Linked DNA regions of Mus musculus: region 2 is linked to region 1. A link is a contact called in public HiChIP or PLAC-seq data. All regions are on one chromosome and are shown on one strand. Each heading gives the region's core, a stretch centred on a gene start, on an enhancer-like site or on the middle of the called end of the contact. The rest is flanking DNA. Distances are from core to core; before and after follow the strand shown.

Region 1 (4,222 bases), core at 700-3,199:
CTTTAGAGGTAGAGGGGACAGGTGGCAGGTAGGCAGGCTCTGGTGTATAAAGGGAATTGTCCCTGGGCAGAGAGGAGTTACTAAACTCTGGCATGGGGCTAGCTGTGTGCTCTCAACTGGGATTGTGTGAGATGGTCCCAGAGTGCTTTGGGCTTCATTCCAATGTGCTGTGTGAGCTCTGATCTTGAACATCCTTCCTTCCCTCCAGCGCCAGGCATTTGGGGGAGAATGCCAGCTTCTCTGGTTACTATGTTACTGTTTCATTGGTGGCCTCTGCTTTTTTTTTTCCCTAGGTGGCAGCTCCAGAGCTTCTGTGTTCCACCTCCATGCCTCCCCGTGTCCATCTCTCCTCTTTGCATTCCTGTGCAGGTCCTTATCCAGGCTCTGGGATGTGAATAGGCGACAAAGTTCCCACAGGAGAGAGGCTCTGCAGCAGACATAGGGTGTTTGGAAGAGAGTTGGCATGTTAGCAGCTGTGTCTTCCAGTCTCAGTTTCTCTTCCAACCCCCTTTCCTTTTTTTTTTTGTGTATGTGTTCATGTGGTGGTTGCACACATGCATATGGGCTTGATGTCTGGTGTCTACTTAGTTGTTCAAACCGAACCTAGAGCTCCCAGATTCATCCAGGGAACTAGGGTGCCACTCGTCTCTGCTTCCATAGCACAGGGGTTACCGTCATGTGTCACCACCCCAGGTTTTTTACGTGGGTGCTGGGAATTCTTGGGCAGCAAGCGCCTTACTCGTTGAAGCCTCTCCCTAGGCCCCAGTTTCTTCACCAGTAGAGACAGACAGGGATGTGTGCCCTGTGGGGACCTTGTTAGAACTAAACCAGCATGTCGGATGTAGACCACCTGGGCTGGTGTCTTGTACCTGGTGAGCGCGTGTAGATAGGTGTGAAGATAGTGGGATGAATCGAACTGTGTTTTAGCCTTCTTTGCGAAGGCCGGGAGCCCCGACTTCTTGTGTATGTCTTTAGCCCACAGTTGTCCAAGCTTGCTTGGTTACAGGGTTTGCCTGGAGTGCCTGTTATAATACTAATTTGTGGGCCCCACCCTAGGGCTCCTGAACTAGAGTGGCATTTGTCAGGGTGGGATTTCTGACAGCATTTGATATAATGGGGCTAATTTGAGAAATGTGATTTTTTTTTTCTCTTTAGCTCACTCTCCCTGAATAATTGATCTTAACCAGATGCAGCGCATTGATAGGAGGCAGAGAGGAATCCTCTGAAAGTGGGGGACATTGTAGAGGGAAACCTGATCACCAGCGGTGGACCCAGAATTAGAACTCGGGGCTTCTGATGCCATGTGTCCATGTTCCTGCAAATATTCCTTTAAAGGATGGAGAAGTGAGGGGTGACTCTCTCAGGCCATCTTAGGGGCCTGTAAAGAGCAGCTGAGGTGACAGATGATGAGGTGGAGCCCCAGGTGTGCCTTCTGAAAATTAAGACCCAGGTGAGCCTGGCAGGCCTTGGGCTTTGTCCCAGAGCCATTGAGAATCAATAGGTGCTGGGATGTAAAAGGATGGGAAGGCGTGTTTTACGTGGCATGGGCTAGGTAGGGTGGGCAGGGCTGCAATTCCTGCCGAGGCTGTTGAGGAAGTCCCATGGATACATAGTGTCCCTTTGTCCATCTTGATTGGTCTGGAGAGCCTTGTAGAAGCATGGGCAAGGTTGGCTCCCCAACTCAGATGGGAATGTGCGTAGCTGCTTGCAGCCAGTCATGCCGGCTGGTTGGCCCAGTGCCTGGGAGGTGATCTTTAGGCTTTCTACACCCCCGGTTTACCAGGGGGCTCTCACGGCTCACAGGGTGGTTTGCCTGAGTGTTGGTTAGTTGTAGGAGTACGGCTGGGCATAGCGACTCTGCCACCTTCCCCTTCCCTCCCTGTGGGCTCAGCTCAGATGTGATGCCTGGTGGGGTAGGGGTGGTCTCTGAACTCCCCTGCCTGGAGTGTGTCTAGGCCCCACCCACTTATCTGCATTCACCAGCTGGGTTTGAGCTACCTTGTCTTAGGTCACCCCTTTGTCTACATCTGCTTGCAGCAGCATGAAGTCTCTTTGCCAGATGAAGGTGTCCTTGTGTGCTAACCCACACCCACATCTCACACCCACCTCGCCGCCCTTTTATTTATTTCAGCTGAAATCCGATCAGAGATTGTGAGTGGCTTCCATTGTTCTCAGGGAGAATAATCTCGATGTTCTGTGGGCACCCAGGTTCCAGGGCCTCTGGCACTGTGCTCACCTCTGGTGCTAGCCACAGGGGCTATGTTTGTTTCTTTTTGTTTTTTTGAGTTGGCTTCTGCCCTACCTAGAGCCTTGGTTGTTCTGTTTCTTCTGCTTGAACGGCCACTCCCCGTACCTTGCAGCATATGCATGCAGCTCAGTTCTCACTGGCGATGTAATACGAATAGCTTTTATTATCAGCCCCCTCCCCCTTAGCTATAATCTGGAGCGCCTCTTTTGCAAACTTTTCACCTAAGTAGCACTCTTTAGAACAGGGGTCAGGTCAGAACCCAGCCACGAGCTCATGCTTCTGGCATTTCCTACATAGGCACTTCGCTTGCCCTGTGCTTTCGTCCCCTGTGGAAACTCTAGGTTCCGTGACCTAGGAACTGGTTTTATTCACTTACAGTATCAGTACTCACTGAGAACGAACGCATGAACAAGTGAATGAATGAATGAGTCAGCTCCAACTCCCTGAGGGAGGTGGGGAGAGAATGGGGTTGATCAGAAGGATATGTGTTGGCCTGCTTCCAGAGAGGCTGCTGACAGGGGGCCAGCCCAAGCCCAAACAGGGCGTTGCTCACACCCTGGCCTCCACACTGCCTGCCGGCTTGGCTGCCTCTTTAATTATTCATTGTCTTTCTCAATGGGCTTTGTGTTCAGAAGCCAAGAGTCAAGAATTCAAACCCACTTTCTACCGTCCCAAAACTGAGCCTTAGAAGAGAACCCTGCCCGACCTGACCCATTCCGCATCCCCAGGGAGCCACAGGGCCAGCGCCCCCCTTCTGGCTGGATCTGAACATTGGAGGTGATTTTTCGGTCTGTGTCCTGAGCTGCCCTTTAGCTTCCCTCTTCTGTCTGGGACCGGGGACAACTAAAAAGGTCTTCACGTTACTGTATACCCCAATCTACCTACAGGGTGGCAGGCAGAGCTGGGTGGTCACACTGTGTCTTTACGGCTAGCTGGCTTTCCTAGAAGAGCCTGAGCTATCCCACGAACCACAGTAAAGGTCTTAGTTCAGCTGGTGCTGTAGAGGTTGCCGCTGCCTCTCACCCCATCTCCTCCTTTAATGGAGGATCATGGAGCCGATCAGCTGAGATGACACATGCCTTAGTGAGTTGGATATGCATATTGAGTGAGCCATTCACTGGGTGGTTCTAGTAGCCAAAAGCATTGATTAGCTTCAAAGTCTGACTGATTGCCTCTGCTCCTCTTGAGGCTTGAAGCCGTTCTCTTAGCCCTCAGTGTCCATCCATCTTTTATGTGAGGCTGTGACGCTGTGCTTTCTTCTCAAGGTTTGGAGGAGGCCAGAGTGATAGCTGACCTGGGACTCCCCCTGCAGCCCAGGAGCCCTCCTTGGGGAATGAGTGGTGGACTCTGATCTCAGAGGAGGGCAGTGACCATGCTGTCCCACAGATGAAGCCCCTGATCCTGCTCTGGGAGAGGTCTCTGAGCTTCCCAGCACTTCAGACAAAGGGTCTGCCAGATACCTGGTTCCACAGAAGTGTGTCTGTGTGCCTTAGCTGCCTGCTGCAGGTCTGTGTGCCCTGTCCCTGGAGTCAGGTTGGTCATACTGAGGGATTGGCCAACAGCCAGGGCTGCACATCTGTTGGGCTGGGTTCCCGATACCCCTGGCAGCTGATGGTTCTCCAGAACAGGCTGGGAGCACAGTGATGGTAACAGGCCCCATCAATTAGACCATGGCTACTTCTCCTTACTGAAGGGGTTTAAGAGTTTTTATGCTGCTTTTTGTGTGTGCGTGCACACGCATGTATGTAGTTCTGGGAACTGGGAACTTGAACATACTTGTCAACGTCTAACATGGAGCTATATCCCAAAGCCTCTCTGGACTTTCATTTTGTTTTGTTTTGGTTTTTCAAGATGCATAGCCCAGGCTGTCCTGGAGCTAGGTCTATATGTAGACCAGACTGTCCTTGAACTCAGAGATCTGCCTTCCTCTGCCTCCTGAGTGCTCATATCAAAGGTGTGCACTGCCACCACCAC
Region 2 (3,945 bases), core at 1,107-3,606, 240 kb before region 1:
GAAACATCAAGCCAGCCACAAATCCTCTGATCTACAGTGGCGTCCTGCCTCCAAAATATGCTAGGGCAGTGGTGACAACAAAGCTCATGGAATAACTGACCAACATCTCATCTGACTTAAAGCTCCCTCTCTGAGATGGAACCTATACCCAACATTGCTTGTGGTGACCAACAGCAAGAAACTAGATAATCCAGGGACCTGGGTGAGAACAAATACCACTCTTCATAAAGGGGGAGGCAGTAAAATGACTCCTAATGACATACTGCTATACTCCTAGATCAGTTCAGCTTTTATCAAGAGTTTTCTCCTGTAGCAGAATGTGAATACTGAGACCCACAGCTGGACACTGTGCAGAGTGACTGTGATGGTTTGTATATTCTTGGGCCAGGGAATGGCACCATTTGGAGGTGTGGCCTTGTTGGAATAGATGGGTCACTGTGGGCGTGGGCTTAAGATCCTCACCCTAGTTGCCTGGAAGTCAGTCTTCCACTAGCAGCCTTTGGATGAAGACATAGAACTCTAAGCTCTGCCTGCACCATGCCTGCCTGGATACTGCCATGCTCCTACCTTGATGATAATGGACTTAACCTCTGAACCTGTAAGCCAGCCCCAATCAAATGTTGTTTTTATAAGACTTGCCTTGGTCATGGTGTCTGTTCACAGCAGTAAAACCCTAACTAAGACAGTGACAAACCTCGAACACTCAGCTCTAAATGTGGTGCCTCCCATCAAACCCTTCCCCTCAGGGCTTAGGGACCCCACACCCCAAAGAGGAGGTGGAAAGAGTGTAAGAGCCACAGGGGATGAAGGACACTAAAAAACAAGACCCTCTACATGAACTCAACAAAGCTCATAGGAACTCATGAGAGGCTGGGGCTTCATGCCCAGGGCCCACGCAGGAGTTCAACAGGTCCTCCACTAAGTTACAGCTTCCAGTTTAGTGTTTTTATGGGATCCCTGAGGATTCAAACAAGCAGGTCTCTGACTCGTATGTCTTCTCTTGGTGTCTTTGCTGTTTGTCTTGTCCAATTTTGATTTGATGGTTTTATTTAGCTTATATTTTATTTTGTTCGATTTTATTATAACCCCTTAGAAGCCTGTTTGTTTTCTAATTGAGACAGAAAGGGAGTGGATTCGGATGGGAAGGGAGGTGGGGAGGAACTGGAAGGGGTGGAGGAAGTGGATACCACAGTCGGAATATATTATGTGAAGAGAAAAAGATGTATTTTCAACAAAATAATTCAACAGCACCAGCTACTTTTCCAGAGGACGCAAATTCAGCTCCTAGCACACTCCCTCCCACCAGGCAGCTCACAGGCGGCTGCAACTCCGGCTCCAAATAACGCACACACATAAACAAAAATAAATCTTGACTTAATCCCAGCACTTGGCAGAGGCCAACAGATCCCTGAGTTCCAGGCCAGAAAGGGCTACATAGCGAGAGACCCTCCCCCTCCCCACTACTCCAGTTCTTTAAAAAAGAAAAAAAAAAAAAGAAAAAAAGAAAAAAAAGTTACTAAAAACAAAACAGTTCTGTGTTTCTAAGGAATGGTTACATAAGGGAATTTGCGTCCAATCGTGTACCAAAGCTTATAAATACTTGAGTTGTCTGAATTTTGGTGAACAGCTGTCCATTTTTAATAAATAAGATTTAAAGTTCTAGTTTGATCTGCCCCGCCAAAAAAAAAAAGCCAAAGCCAAAGGTGAAAAGCCAAAGCCAGAGGTGGTGCCCAGCAAATCGACGGGCGGCGAGCGATGTGGCCCCGCAGGTCCCGGGTGGGGCGGGTCCCCCGAAGCCCGGAGGAACCCCGGCGGGGGCTGCTTTTTAACTGACGAGGTCAGAAAGCCTTGAAGGGTTGGTGGATGCTCCTGACGAGGAGACGGGCGGATGGAAAGGGGCGGCCCGGGAAGGCTTGGGGACCAATGGCGGGACGAGTCCTCCCCGAACCTGAGGGCTCAACCGCCCACACCGAGAGTGAGGGGCCAAGAGGCCGCGCCTCAGGGCGGGGAGAGGGGCAGTGCCAACAACGCCTGGGCACCTCTGCAGCCCAACAGTCGCCCACGCGCAAAGTGGTCCCTTCAGCATCACCACCCTCTCGAGCCGCGCTGGAAACCCCTCTGCCTGCCACACAACCCCAGAGAGGACTTTGCCAACCCGAGCTTCCCTTACCTGCGGCCTCCAGCCTCGACCGAACACCTGCGGCACCCCACGCTGACAAGCTGGAACCCCCGCGGCGGTCTGGGCGCACCCACCCGGATGCATAAAAGCCGTAGCCACTTCCGGCCCAGTGGCTGGCCAGGAGGATACAACCCCCGTGGTGTGTGCCTATGGGCCGCGCCATTTTGTACGGAAGCCGCTAGGGCAGCATTTCCTCCCCAGGTTCTCGGTTAAAGGATGGGGAAGGAGGGTTATAATTGCGAAGACTTAATGTCTTCAGAAAAGTGGTGTTTTCTGAGATGCCGCTTCGTCTTTTGGTTTTGGCTTTGAAGGAAGAAGCCTATTGAACTTTCGCTCACAAATGCAACACAGGACATTTTTTCTCTTTTACCCAGGGTAGCGTTTCTCCACTACATTAATTTTCTTATTTTTTTTCCATTTTTTTATTAGGTATTTAGCTCATTTACATTTCCAATGCTATACCAAAAGTCCCCCATACCCACCCACCCCCATTAATTTTCTTATATTCGAGCGGGAAAATAAGGAAACTGTTTACAGAATGTGCTCTTCATTCGCGTTATATATTATAGCCATTAATCTCTCTCTCTCTCTCTCTCTCTCTCTCTCTCTCTCTCTCTCTCTCTCTCTCTCTCTCTCTCTCTCTCTCTCCCTCTCTCTCTCTCTCTCTCTCTCTCTCTCTCTCTCTCTCTCTCTCTCCCCTCTCCCCATCTCCCTCTCTCTCCCTCCCTCTCCCTCTCTCCCTCTCCCCTCTCGTACATGTCTGAAGATGCCAGAAGAGGGCGTTGAGCCCCTGGAAAAGATTTATAGAGCCGGCGTGGATTTCTGAGTTCGAGGCCAGCCTGGTCTACAGAGTGAGTTCCAGAACAGCCAGAGCTACACAGAGAAACCCTGTCTCAAAAAACCAAAAAAAAAAAAAAGAAAGAAAGAAAAGAAAAGGAAAAAAAATTATAGAAAGTGTTGAGCTATTGTGTGGGGGCTGTTAATTGAACCTGGGTCCTCCAGAAGAGCAACCAGTGCTCTTTACTGTTGTCATCTCTCCTGGTCCCTATATCCTCATAACAACCACAATATTGTCTATATATGAAACCATTCATTCAGGATTGATTTTTTTTTTAAGGGGGTTAAAGCAGGGTGTTGTGTAGCACAATCTGGCTCTCAACTCTCAAAATGTGAGCAAAGGTGACCTTAGATTCCTGATCTTCCAGCTTCCATCTCCCAAGTGTTAGGATTACAGGCAGGCTTGGGCCACCACACCCCGTTTATGCAGTGGTGGGGATCTAGACCTCAGGCTACAATGATAAATTTGAGGTAAGCCTGGGTTACACGAAACGCTATCTCAAAAAGGAAGGAGTTTTGTTTTGTTTATAAATTTTCATCTTTTTCTGTCCACTCAAGAAGCTTAGAGGCTGGTTGGAAACATCCACAGTAGCACTTGAGCACACACACATACAATGTGAGAAGTGAGAGGACATCTTTTGAAGATACAGAAATTTGAGGGAAATGCCCATAATAATTTTAGAACTCTATAAAATCCTCTCAGACATGGTGCTATTCTCACACATCACACAAAGGGATAAGTCACTGAACAACCCACAGGTTAAATATGAATTCTCTTTGTTTTGGAGGAAATCACTAAGGGATTGAGGTGAAGATGACAAGGAGACAAGAAACTCTAAGACTTTATACAAAGTAAGTGGTACATGCCTATAATCCCAACACTTTATATAAAGTAAATGGCACATGCCTATAACCCCAGAACTTGGGAG

What was found. HiChIP or PLAC-seq counts read pairs in DNA pulled down with a chosen protein or histone mark.
Region 2: a contact with region 1 is called in an H3K27ac HiChIP or PLAC-seq map of embryonic stem cells, with 15 read pairs. The contact joins the promoter of Exd2 here to the enhancer-like site in region 1. A contact is called at or near these places in 1 of 484 Hi-C or Micro-C datasets (granulocyte-monocyte progenitors), 4 of 115 datasets of contacts at active chromatin or transcription factors (embryonic stem cells, memory CD8 T cells, pancreatic cancer cells and 1 more) and 2 of 9 other capture datasets (liver and pancreatic islet).

What each region holds. Positions count from the first base shown.
Region 1 is chr12:80,222,263-80,226,484 of GRCm38.p6, reverse strand. The region is part of intron 1 of Actn1 (actinin, alpha 1); the gene reads left to right. Among named protein-coding and RNA genes, the nearest start is that of Actn1, 36 kb to the left of the region's middle. Within about 2 kb of position 1,949, at least 21 of the 459 cell types and tissues checked have an H3K27ac peak or open chromatin away from gene starts, as enhancers often do. A contact at or near this core is called in embryonic stem cells, where this site is marked.
Region 2 is chr12:80,461,506-80,465,450 of GRCm38.p6, reverse strand. Exd2 (exonuclease 3'-5' domain containing 2) reads right to left here and starts at 2,356. Exons shown (of 9, transcript NM_133798.3): 1 at 2,171-2,356.